Linked DNA regions of Gossypium arboreum: region 2 is linked to region 1. Evidence: chromatin contacts called from public Hi-C data. All regions are on one chromosome and are shown on one strand. Each heading gives the region's core, a stretch centred on a gene start, on an enhancer-like site or on the middle of the called end of the contact. The rest is flanking DNA. Distances are from core to core; before and after follow the strand shown.

Region 1 (6,173 bases), core at 1,535-4,034:
CCATGTGATTTGGCTTGGTTTTAGTTGTGTATATAAATGAGTTTTTGGTATGAATTATGTGATGCAATATTATCTATGTGAAGTGTTTTGGATAGTCAAGAGAGTTGGTCAATTTGGTAAGTTTTTGGAATGTGCTTAGTATGGAATTTGGTAATGTTTTGGCATGATTTGACTATATGATTAGAGATTATGAAATCATATGTTTTGGTATGACTTTGACTTATGGGATGACATGTTTTGGTATACATTACAAGCATTAATTTGTTGTCAAAGATATGGCATGAATGATGAATGTTTTGTGATTGAAATTGGTTGTGAAATAGATGAACATTTGGTATGCAATTGATGCTTATTTGTTTCTTTTAGGGACGACCCTTAATCGGTGGCATTTTGGCCTTGTAAATGGCCTATTTTTGCCCACACGGGCAGGGACACGGGCGTGTGTCTCAACCGTGATGCTCGAGGGCCATTTCAAAAAAACCTTGGGCAGACCACACTGTCGCACACACAGGCGTGTACTAGGCCGTGTGGCCAAGTCAGTTTTAACCACGGGATAGACCCACGGGTGTGTGACTGGTCGTGTGATCCAAGTTAGTAGCCTCCCTAATTTTCACACAGCCTGGCATGCAGGCGTGTCTTGTGGCTGTGTGGACAAGTCAGTATGTATGCCTTGTTTTGACACGGCCTAGACACACGGGCATGTATAAAGCCGTGTAAGGCACACGGCCTGTTCACACGGGCATGTAACCTGTACAACTTTGAAAAATGTTTAAGTTTTGAAAAATTTTGTATGAGCTCGGTTTAGTCCCAACCCCTTTCTAATGCATGTTTAAGGTCTGATGACCTATATAAGGGACTCTATGGTAATGTTTGATTATGATGATGTTTATGAATTATTCGTAAAATGTTCCGATTCGTCAAGTAACGCCTTTAACCTTAGTTCGGCTATAGATACGGGTTAGAGGTGTTATAGAAAAAAGTTAATTTTGGAAAGAGTTGTGCATTTCTTAATCACATTAAGAATGATTCTTGTTCACCACATAATAATACCATGAAATCTTGTGTGGATTTGATGAAGAAATCTGGGCATATTGGCAAAGTAATGCATCAATAAAGTTTATAACAAGGTTTGCATAATAGATTTTGAGTTAAGAATTCTATAGATTGTATGTAATGACTTGCATTTCAAGCTTGTGCTTTTAGAGGTTATGATGAGACACTTGATTGTAAGAAGATTCGTAGAGATATTGGAAACTCAAAATTTTGCATCATTGTTAATGAAGCTCGTGATGAATCGAAAAGAGAACAAATGACTCTTGTTTTGAGATTTGTTGATAGAGATGGCTTTATTAGGGAGCATTTCTTCGACCTTACTTATGTTAAAGATACATCATCATTAACTCTTAAGAATGAAATATATGTTATTCTCTCTCGTAATAGTCTTGATGTTCAGAATATTTGTGGTTAAGGTTACGATGGGACTAGTAATATGCGCAGGGAATGGAAAGGATTGCAAGCATTATTTCTCAATGATTTTCCTTCAGTTTATTATGTGCATTGTTTAGCTCATTGCCTACAATTGGCTTTTATTACTACATCTAGAAAGGTACATTATGTTCATGAGTTTTTTAATAATGTAAGTTTCATTATCAATTTTGTTGATGCCTCTTGCAAATGTTATGAAAAAATACATGCTGCCAAAGAAGCTAAAATTGCAAGCATGTTAGTTATTAATGAGCTTAGGACTGGAAAAAAGTGCAAATCAAATTTTAAAACAAGCTAGAGATACTCATTGAGGTTCTCATTTTTATTCTATATGCAGTCTTATAACAATTTTTTATGCAACTTATTCTGTGCTTAAAAAATTAAAGGTGAATGATCTACTTATTCTCAATGAGGGGATGCTAGTGTTGCATACAAGTTAATTCAATCATTTGAGTTCATTTTTATTTTGCATTTGATGAAAGAGATCATGGGCATTATTGATATACTATGCCAAGCTTTGCAACAAAAATCTCAAAACATTTTAAATGCCATGAATTTGGTTTCAAGTACAAAGATGTTCATTCAGAATTTAAGAGAAAATGGTGGACTAGTTTGCTTATAGATGTGTTGTCATTTTTGTGAAAAGTGTGATTTGAGTGTTCCTAATTTTGAATGAACAATATTTTGAAAGTAGACGTTAACAACACCAACAAAGTTAGATAAGAAAAGAACACCATTATCATTTTGACATATTCAATGAAGTAATTGGTTTTGAGTTGCAAAAGTTGAATAACAATGGCTTAGGCTTATTTTGCAATCCTCATTATGGAAGGTCTTTAATCACTTGTATATTTTTTTTTGAAGATTTAATTATACTTAAACTTAGATTTAGTCACATATTTTGGTATTTTACTGTAACACCATTAAAAATTGATCACATGATACTAGCAGTCAATCACATTATAATAAGTAACAACTCTCCTCATACGTGATAAACATAAATTAAAATTAAAAATTTAAAATATATAAATTAATAAAAAGTAAAAAAAACATTTTCCGTTAAGAATAAATCTAGAGAATGGTTGTTTATATTTAGATATGTTTTTTAGTAATTTTATTTTAACGGTGTATCCTTCATTTTATTTTTGTCTAACAAATTAATTAATATATTATAGATTTTGTATTTTTATACCATGCACAATTTTTCTTTCGAATGATGGGTATTTGCTGACCTTAATAAATATTATTCTTTTTATAATATTTACATTATTTTCATAAAAATAAAAATATTTATACATATAAAGTAAGAACATTTCACAGAAAGATTGAATAAAAACGGTGCGCTTTAGGTCCTTTTGAGTTATTTGGCGCTGAATGGCCTTTCGGAGAGACGAAAAGCTACTCCAAGTATCCTGAATCTCCCAGAAACCAATCCCATTAAAAAGAAAAAATCCTTTTTGAGTTATTTTCTTTTGCAACAATGGGAGCATCATCCTCGACGGAGCAGCCGGTATCGGCGGAGCAACGGGAGTTGGAAAACATCGCCGCTTCAACGGGAGCTCTTCCTTTGCTTCAAAAATCCTTCTCAAACCTCTCTGACCCTCAAACCAACGCAATCTCCATCCAAACACTTCAGGTAATCTTAATTTATTCAACAATCTTCGTTAATTTCATCCATTCACTTCATTTCATAATAGATAATACCCTTTCTTTCTTTTTTCTTTTTCTTTTTCTTTTTCTTTTTCTTTTTACATTGCTTCCAGCAATGTTTTCATTTATGTTACGAAGACCCAGTTTGCGAATCACAGCAAAAGCCAGAGTCTTTCCCTAGGTTGTTGGATCACTTGGGATCATCGATTGTAGACTTATTTTTCTTGTCTGAAAAAGGTGGCATAAATTGGTTAGGGTTTCTAGGTGGTTACGTGAAGTGCTGTGGGAGAATGTCTACATCAATGTCTCTTAATATATTGTTGAGAATATTTGCGATGGCAGTGAAAAAGTTGGGGCTTTCTTCGAATTTGGAGTTCGAACCGGATGCTGCTGATTGCAAGATCAATGGGTCTTTACTACCCTCTGATCTGCTTCTTCTTCTTTGGATGTGTTGGGCTATGTTGTGGAATGTTAGGACCTTGAAATCTTCTGAAAGGAAAGGGAATCTATTATTGCCTGATATTAATCATTTGGTGTTGTCTGCTGTTGTTGCATGTGCTGAAGTTGATAGCAGCTTTGATTTATGGAATTGTGATATAGTAGGCTTGGATGTTCAGCTTCCCGTTGGAAAGTTTCTTAATTGGGCAATAACCACGGCGCCAACACTTTCAGACTGCCTTACACAATATGTTAATAGAAGACTTCAAATCTCGGTTCTTGCAGAGGTGCTGTATTTCAATTCATTGTAAGACCTGAACAAAATTGTTCGGTTGTTCAGTGTCTGCTTGTGTATGTGTTTACCTGACATCTAATATGTATTTTCTTTTGCATATTTGATGTGCCATTATTATGAGAATATCCATTGATTCAATTGTGAGAATCACTAGTTAGGTATTTTTGCTTGATGAATTGCAGGATGAAGCAGGATCTTCAGAATCTATTTCAGGAGATATGTCTCCAAACGCATCTCAAGCTTTACTTTTAACACGTGGAAGGGCATGGGCGATTTCCCTTGCACCTAGAAGCACCATCACTGAAGAAATTTTGAAGTTATGCTTTTCTGCTGATATTGTTGGAACTGATGAAAATCTTCTTTATCGGTTTGTCATTTCCCCTTTGATGTTATGATCCATTAAGTGTCAATGCTCCTAGTAGTCTTTTCAAGATAAGAGTGCATCTTTTCTCCGGGTTTCCTTTAACCTGTGTTTGTAACTTAATAATTTTACGTATTTATTCGGTTGTTTGTGACTTTGTAGGTCCTCTACTCATGGAAAAGGCTTGAACAGATTCTGGTCGAATGTCGAAGGTTATCATCGTCCATTACTTGTTCTCATATCTGCTAATTCAGAAGATGCCTATCAGGATAATAACAAAGCCAGGAAATGGATCATAGGAGCACTTACACAGCAGGGTTTCGAAAATAAGGATACATTCTATGGAAGCTCGGGGAACCTATATGCTATAAGTCCGATCTTCCATGTATTTTCACCTTCAGGTATGTAATCAAACAAGAGGAAATATGCCAATGGTCAGATTTTGTCCGTCTTTTATTCCTTGGAGGGTGGAGGGGCCTGTGGAAGGGGGCAAGGGACATGCATAGAGGATGTTAGGATCCATTCCTTGCCTGGCCTATGTAATCAAGTTTCTGTTGGGCCATTTTCTTTTTCGGTGGATGACTTGGTGAATATAATTAATCATAAAATTTTAACAGGGAAAGAGAAGAACTATGTATACAGTCATTTGTACCCTACAGGAAGAGTTTATGAATCACATCCAAAGCCAGTGGGAATTGCATTTGGAGGAACCACTACAAATGAGAGGATATTTATAGATGAGGATTTTGCAAAACTAACCGTTCGCCACCATGCAATGGACAAAACTTACCAACCTGGTTCCCTTATCCCAAACCAGGTGCATAGGATACAACTTTAATATCCAGTTCTCTTAATAAATGCAGAATCCTATGAACCTGTTATTTGATGCTACAGTGTGTAGTTTATACTACCAATTAGTCTTTTGTCTCTTCTAATCTGAACCCTCATGAGAATTTTAACTATCATGACCTGCTATATTTTTTCAACATGGAAAGGAACTGATATGAGGTTTTTCCTCGAGTGTCTGAAAGGTCGGTACTGAACTTTGAAATGATTTGGTGCAGGGATTCCTCCCAGTAGAAGCTTCGATAGCAGAAGTCGAAGTATGGGGACTTGGTGGTAAGACTGCAAAGGAAGTCCAGGATTCGTACAAGAAAAGAGAAGAACTTTTTACTGAGCAAAGAAGAAAGGTAACCAAAACCCTCTAAAAATTTAAGTCAATTTCAAACCGCCTGAAGTGTAAATGTTGAGTTGCAAGGCTTAAGCATGGGAGCTGCGTGTGTACAGGTTGACTTGAAAACATTTGCAACATGGGATGATTCGCCTGAGAAGATGATGATTGATATGATGGGTGATCCCAACAGAGTTCAGCGAGAAGATCGCTGAGCCATTCACTCCAACGTTAACCATCATTTAATACTATAGTTTTCTTGCTTTGGTAATAATAATAGGTTTGGCCATTAGTCATGTGGATCATCTGTAACTATTTCGAAGAGATACGTCAATGAGAAAACAATTTCTTCGTTCTGTTGCACATTGGTTGTATAAATTTTTAGTCTCTGAATTTTTAGTCTTTTCACGTTTAGTCTCAAAATTTGTTCGCTTTTTTTTTTTTACTGAAATAATAATGTGATGCACTGATGCTTGAAATTGTGTTATTTCATCACATGAAATTTTTATGTAAAACAAACTAAATTTTCATGATGTGGTATTCTCATTTCACTGTGAAATTAAGAAAAGTTATGAGATTAATACGGATAAAAATATTAGATCAAATTGAAGAAAGTTATTAAATTTTGGAACTAATAAAGTTTTTTTAACCGCTTGGGGAAATTGGGGCCTCTTTCTATCGCTTTACTCGCCTATTCTGTGTATGCAACATACTGCGGGGGTTTGTCGCTGTTCCCTTCTTCGACAGTCGTCTTCCAAGATTCAAATAAAAAA
Region 2 (6,173 bases), core at 1,927-4,426, 91 kb before region 1:
AAGTTGCAAATAAACTGCCAGAAAAAACTATGGGTAAATCACCATTATTTTCAGATAAAAAGTTTGTAGTTAAATTGTCAATAAGTTGTGGGTGAACCACCCGTGTTTGCAAATTATTAAACCACCAGTACTTCCTCTGTTCATATTGTCCCACCCAATGCTATGCAAAATGACATACTAGTAATAGAACAATACAGAAACAGTACGCATGCTTTAACATGTATTCAATTCAAAAGTAGTAGTAGACGTGTTTAACATACAATTAGTAAGACAGAAGCAATAATAACATAACAGTTTATCAAAATATAACAATAATTCAAATCATAGATTTTAAAATATACATAATATCAGGGTCTGAATTGAATGTACAAAAATTGTAAAAACAATTCAAGGACTATACAAGGACTAAACTGAACAAATCACAAAATTCTGGGCAAAGTTGTAAAACAAGGGTCACACAACTTTGTGATAGCCTGATGTCGTGTGAAAAGGGGTACACGGCTGTGTAATAGCCTGGTACCATGTGGAAAACGATAAATTACCCTACAGTAAGGACATGATCATGTGGTAGGCCGTGTAACAGTTTGAGGCCATGTAACAGGATGAGGCTGTGTGGTTCACGAACTACCCTAAGATTTATAGGTTTACATGGTTGTATAGTCCATCCATGTGGTCCACATGCCCGTGTGGGAGACTGTGTTGCCCTAAAAATTGCACAAGATCACCATCGATTTACTTGGAAAAGACACAACTTCCAACATGGGTCCAATTAGCACTCCTCACAATTGATTTTGATCCAATTCACCTAGATCTGATTCGTCAAATTAACCATACAAGTATTCATATGTTAAATTCGACGTTAGGGATTTCAACAAAATTCGATAGATATTGATTAACAATTTGAAAAGATTTACGTCAGACTATGATATTACAAAAATATGGGATCTAATCATTAAAACAAAGTGTACTTACTAATTCTTGGAAAAGATATCGAATGTTACTAACAACGATTCTAAATATCGATAGAAATTAAACTAAAAGGGTACAATTCGATATGTGAAAGAAAAATAATTGACAACACAAAGAATGAAATAGGGTGCAAGAATAAGAGAAAAAAAGAAGAGAAAATAAGATGGAAAGCTAATTCTACTAAAATTTTGAAAAGGGCAATGTGAAAAATCAAAATAGAATAAGAATTGATTAAATATCTAGGGTTAGTAAAACCTAGGGGCGGCATAAGTAATTTACCCACACTTGTTGAAAATTAAAAGAAAATGAAAGAGGAAAGAGGGGCTCAAACTTGGGTTTCTAAGAAAGGGCTCTAACATTTAACCATTCAGCCTATAACTCATTTCTTGCTTAATCTATATTCTTAACTATATATATTTTGAGGTGTGACAACTCTCCCCTCCTTAAAAAAAATTCATCTTCAAATTTTACCTAATTCTAATAGATGAGGATATTGTTGATGAATCGTGTCTTCCAGTTCCCACGTGGCCTCTTCAGTGCCATGGTTTCGCCACAGAAGCTTAATTAGAGGAATTTGTTTCTTTTTCAGAACCTTTACCTCATGATCTAGAATTTGCACAAGTTCCTCCTCAAATGATAAATCTAGTTGTACCTCAATCTCTTTGATCGGAATAAAATGGGAAGGGTTAGATCGGTACCGTCTCAACATGGAAACATAGAATACGTCATGGATACGGTCTAGTTCAGGAGGTAACTCTAATTGATACATCACTAGACCAACTCTCTTTTTAAGGATTTTGTAAGGTCCAATGAACCTAAGACTCAATTTTTCCTTTTGCCCGAACCTCAAAACTTTCCTGTAGAGATACTTTTAGAAAAATTTGATCTCTGACAAAATCATTTACATCATTACAACATATCGTTAGTTGACTGATGTGAATTTAAAAGAGAAAACAGTTTTTTTCTATGTCATTTAAAAAAGTGAAATTTTTTTATCAAAATAATTGTTTTCAAATTATGAGATGTGTTGTAATAGTTGCTCATTTCATTTTTTAGTCATGTAGTTGGGGTTCGATCCCCACTTATGAAAATGAAGTAAATTTTATGGTCGGTCATTTACCGCTTCGAAAAGCACTCACAACGAGAGGATTAGTCACACTACCAACGATATATACCTTGGTTATGACCAAAAAAATAATTGTTTTCCATTGGTTTTAAAAGTTTAGCTGAACATTATGACTTGAATTATTTTTTACAGTTCACATCGTTAATTAATATAATTTTTAAGAGTGTGTTTAGATGAATAACTTTAATTTTTTGAGAATTTTAAAAATGCTAGCACTTTAGAATCCATTAATTCAAAATGCTAGTATTTGTAATTAATTTGTTTGGATAAATAATTGATTTGGGAAAAATTAGGTTGCTAGAATTTTACAAATTAAAAAGTTAATAATTATATTAAAATAAATAATATAAAAACATTCAATATGGATTTATATTTATAAAAATTATAAATATTTTTAATAAAATAAGTTTTAAAAAGTATTTATTAGAATTAAATAAAAATAATTTTGAAGTTTAAGTTTTTTTGTCTTATAGTGAGATTATATGTATTAAATCAAATAAAATTATGAGAAATTTTGAAAAATCGCCTCTTAAGTGAAATTTGAAAAAGTAAATTGAATTAATAAAATTTCTGTTGAATTTATGAGTTTTAAAATTCTTCAATATATTTATTAAGTAATTTTTTTAAAATTTTGAAAAATTTAATAAAAATAAAATATTTCACCCACACATGCTCTAAAAGTTTTAATAATTTGAATTAAGATATATATCATCAATAAAAAGAACTGATCAAAATATGCTGAACTAAATCTTTAAATTTAGTATGGAGATGAAAATCACATTGTGATTTGAAAAAAAAAAAAGAAGAAGAAAGTTGCGTGCCTTTTTACAAAAAGAGGAAAGAAAAAGCCCAAGAAATAGGCTTGAGTGTTGGCCCAGTGTTCACAAACATCGATGCGAAGATGCCCTGCTGCCCAGTGGCAGGACCAGCCAAGGGAAGTGATAATTGAGTGATTTATAATGAAAAACCCCTTAGACAAAACGAGGCTTCTATTTTCTGAACCCCATGTCCCCCTCCATCCCTACATCTTCCACTGCTTCTATGTTTCCTTTATACCACGCTTGTTCCCTTTACCCTTCTTTCGCTTTCCATTATCATGCCTTGGGTCCCCCATCATCATCATCATCATCATCTTCCATATTCTCTATTACATTCTCACACCCAGATCTATATACATAAACAATTCCATGCTTTTTGTTCTGTAATAACCTTTGATTAAAGCTTTTGAAGGAAATAAAAAAGATGTTATCCCCATAATAATCTCAAATCCAATCATTTCTTTGCTATCTAAAGTCCATACATTTATGACTCGTCTCAATCCTTCCCTTTTCAAAGGAATTAATCAAGCAAATCTTCTTTTTGTTTGGTATACACTTGAAATAAAAAAACTAATGCTTTTTTCAAATACGTAAAAAGAAAGGATTTTAATCATTCCCAATCCTAAAATGATACACAATTTTTATAAATTTGTTGATAAAACGACAAATAAAGTGTCAACCCAAAGCATTGAGAAATAATGAACCAAAGTCCCCAATTGCCAATAAATCCCAAATTCCCTCTCTCTCGGACTCTTTCATATTGAATCATGTAGGTGTTTGCAAAAGCAAAACTTTCCCTTCACTTCATATTTTTTTTATTATGTTATACTTGTGTTTAAATTTTGATGGATTAATATTTAGTTTATCTTTGAATTTATTTAAAAGTATTTAGATATCACTTGAATTGGTATTTGAGCTTATATGCCTTCACCCAGGTTAGTATATCCATATTAACACATTTGTTTATGTTGATATGTCATTGATGGCCAATTTTATAGTGGCACATGGAGTAAACTACATGTTAACCCTTAAAAAATTAACTTGTTAATAAATTAGGGGCAATATGTGTGGCGTGATACAAATTTAGGCATTAATTAAATATTTTAGACAAGTTTAAGGGATAAATTACATATTAACTCAATTTTAATATGTTAATAATTTATATTAGGTAAAATTTGAGATGTATTTTGAAAAATAAATTTTAAAATATTATGATATATTATGTTTATGTCATATAATAGTAGGGTTTTAGTTCTTTTTTTTTCTTTGGATTTTAGGTAGAGTCTTGACTTTTATATATAAAGCAAAAAACTTTACCTTGCTTAAAGCTAAGTGGGTGGGTCCAAAATTATTGTTCAACATCAGATTTGGTTGATCTTAATGTCAAAGGCTCAAAAGGGGCGGTGGAGATTTAGGTAGGTGGCTTATATCACACAAGAGTCAACTTAAGAGATCTAACGTTTATGAGAGTGTCTTGGGGTCTATGTACTTTAGCCGCTTTTATGTTGTTGGTAAAAAGCTCTTATAAAAATATGATTATAAAACAATTATATTAAAATTAATTTAAGTTTTGATTAAAATGATAATACTGGTGTTCAAAAATTTTGGTTAAATTTTACTGTTAGTTTTTTATTTTACAAAATTGTGGATTTAATTATTATATTTTAATTTGATTATTTTTAATTCATATACTTTTAAATTTTAAAATTCCAGTGTTTACCAAATGTTAAATTCATTAAGTTATTTTTATTATTTCCAAAATATCATGTGCCAAACATATTACCGTATGTATAATGTCATGTCAGTTTATTATTTCCACATATTACTTGCTAAAAATTTAGTTAATTTATTAACGACTGTCATTTGTGTCAAGACTGAAATTTTAAAATTTAGAATTTAAAATGATTCAATTGTAAATTTTGGATTAAATCTACAATTATACATTTAGCATAGGTAAACCTAATCATCGGTTAAGCCACTCTCCCAGGCCAATCCAAAAAGTGAAAGGCTTTGGGAAAAATATAGGCCTAAAATATGGGTTTGAACTAAAATTAATGCCCGTTTTCTAAACTGTCCAGGCCTCGGGTAGGTTTTTTGGCCCAGGCCCGACTTAGCCCAGCCCAAGTTAGTTTTTTTGTTATTGTTTTGTTGTCATTTCGTTGCTATTTTATTATCATTTTGTTATTATTGTTTGAATATTGTTTATTTTAATATTTATTGGAAAATATTTATTTTAATATTTTTAGTGTATTTGATATATTATATTTTTAAAAAATTTTATATAAAAATAATAAAAAATGATAATCTGAGATAGGTAAAGTTAGAGTTCGGGTTTAGCATTTTTAATATGGGTTAGGCTTGGACAGAATTTTAGGCTTATTTTTTCAAGGTTGGGCTAGCCCAGGCCTAGAATCGGGCCTAAAATTTTACATCAGTTCGGTCGGCCCATGATTAGGTTTAAGTACACTAATAATTGAATTTAAACAAGCAAATTTAATTACTATTTAGTTCAAGACTAAAATTTTAAAATTTTAAAAGTACAAAGACTAAAATTAACCAATTCAAAAAGTACAATAAATAAAATTGATCGATTAAAATACAAGGACTATATTCATAATTTTTACAAAGTATAGGGACTAATAATAAAATTTAACTTAAGGTTTTTTTATGTCTTGGATTTAAATAATAATTGTGATTTATTTTAAGTTTGAAATCCTTTTTCTAACTTTTATGTAAAAATATGAAAGATAAAAACACTTTCATAATAACATTTGTTACTTTTAAATAAAATTTGTGTCTGCTTAATTAGTTATTAAACATAATAATTTTTTGCCACGTGGAATTCATTAAGTAAAGGTGAATTGGGATGATAAAGAGAATTTTTCTAATCAATGGCTTAATTAACACACTTTTTAAATCACTCTAGGTTTATGAATAATTGTGCTGTTTACTATCGTTGAAATAGTAGAATTTTACAAACGAATCTAACATAATGTGAAGTGCTTTTATTATTTTACTCCACAGTACACCATACACCATACACCATACACCCTTTATATTATATATTTCAACAATTTTATTATACCTTCGATTATGTTTGTTTTGTTATATAATGTTTAGAACTATTTATAGTTCCTTCTTAACTTATAAGAAAATAATTCACTTCAATGTATTTGAACTTATGTCTTTTACATTAACAACAATACATATACTAATAGAGTGAAGACTCACTCAATCAATTTAAATATTTTTTTTATTTC

The links. Hi-C and Micro-C count contacts between places; a contact is called where the count stands out from the background.
Region 2: a Hi-C map of leaf shows a contact between it and region 1, with 3 times the contacts expected there. The contact joins the enhancer-like site here to the promoter of LOC108461212 in region 1. A contact is called at or near these places in 2 of 5 Hi-C or Micro-C datasets (both in leaf).

The regions. Positions count from the first base shown.
Region 1 is chr1:100,602,040-100,608,212 of ASM2569848v2, reverse strand. LOC108461212 reads left to right here and starts at 2,784. Exons shown (of 7, transcript XM_017760962.2): 1 at 2,784-3,121; 2 at 3,249-3,860; 3 at 4,051-4,235; 4 at 4,392-4,630; 5 at 4,847-5,046; 6 at 5,294-5,419; 7 at 5,517-5,823. The coding sequence starts at 2,966. The coding sequence ends at 5,615.
Region 2 is chr1:100,693,479-100,699,651 of ASM2569848v2, reverse strand. No RefSeq gene overlaps it. Among protein-coding and RNA genes, the nearest start is that of LOC108463820, 21 kb to the right of the region's middle. Within about 2 kb of position 3,176, at least 2 of the 2 cell types and tissues checked have an H3K27ac peak or open chromatin away from gene starts, as enhancers often do. A contact at or near this core is called in leaf, where this site is marked.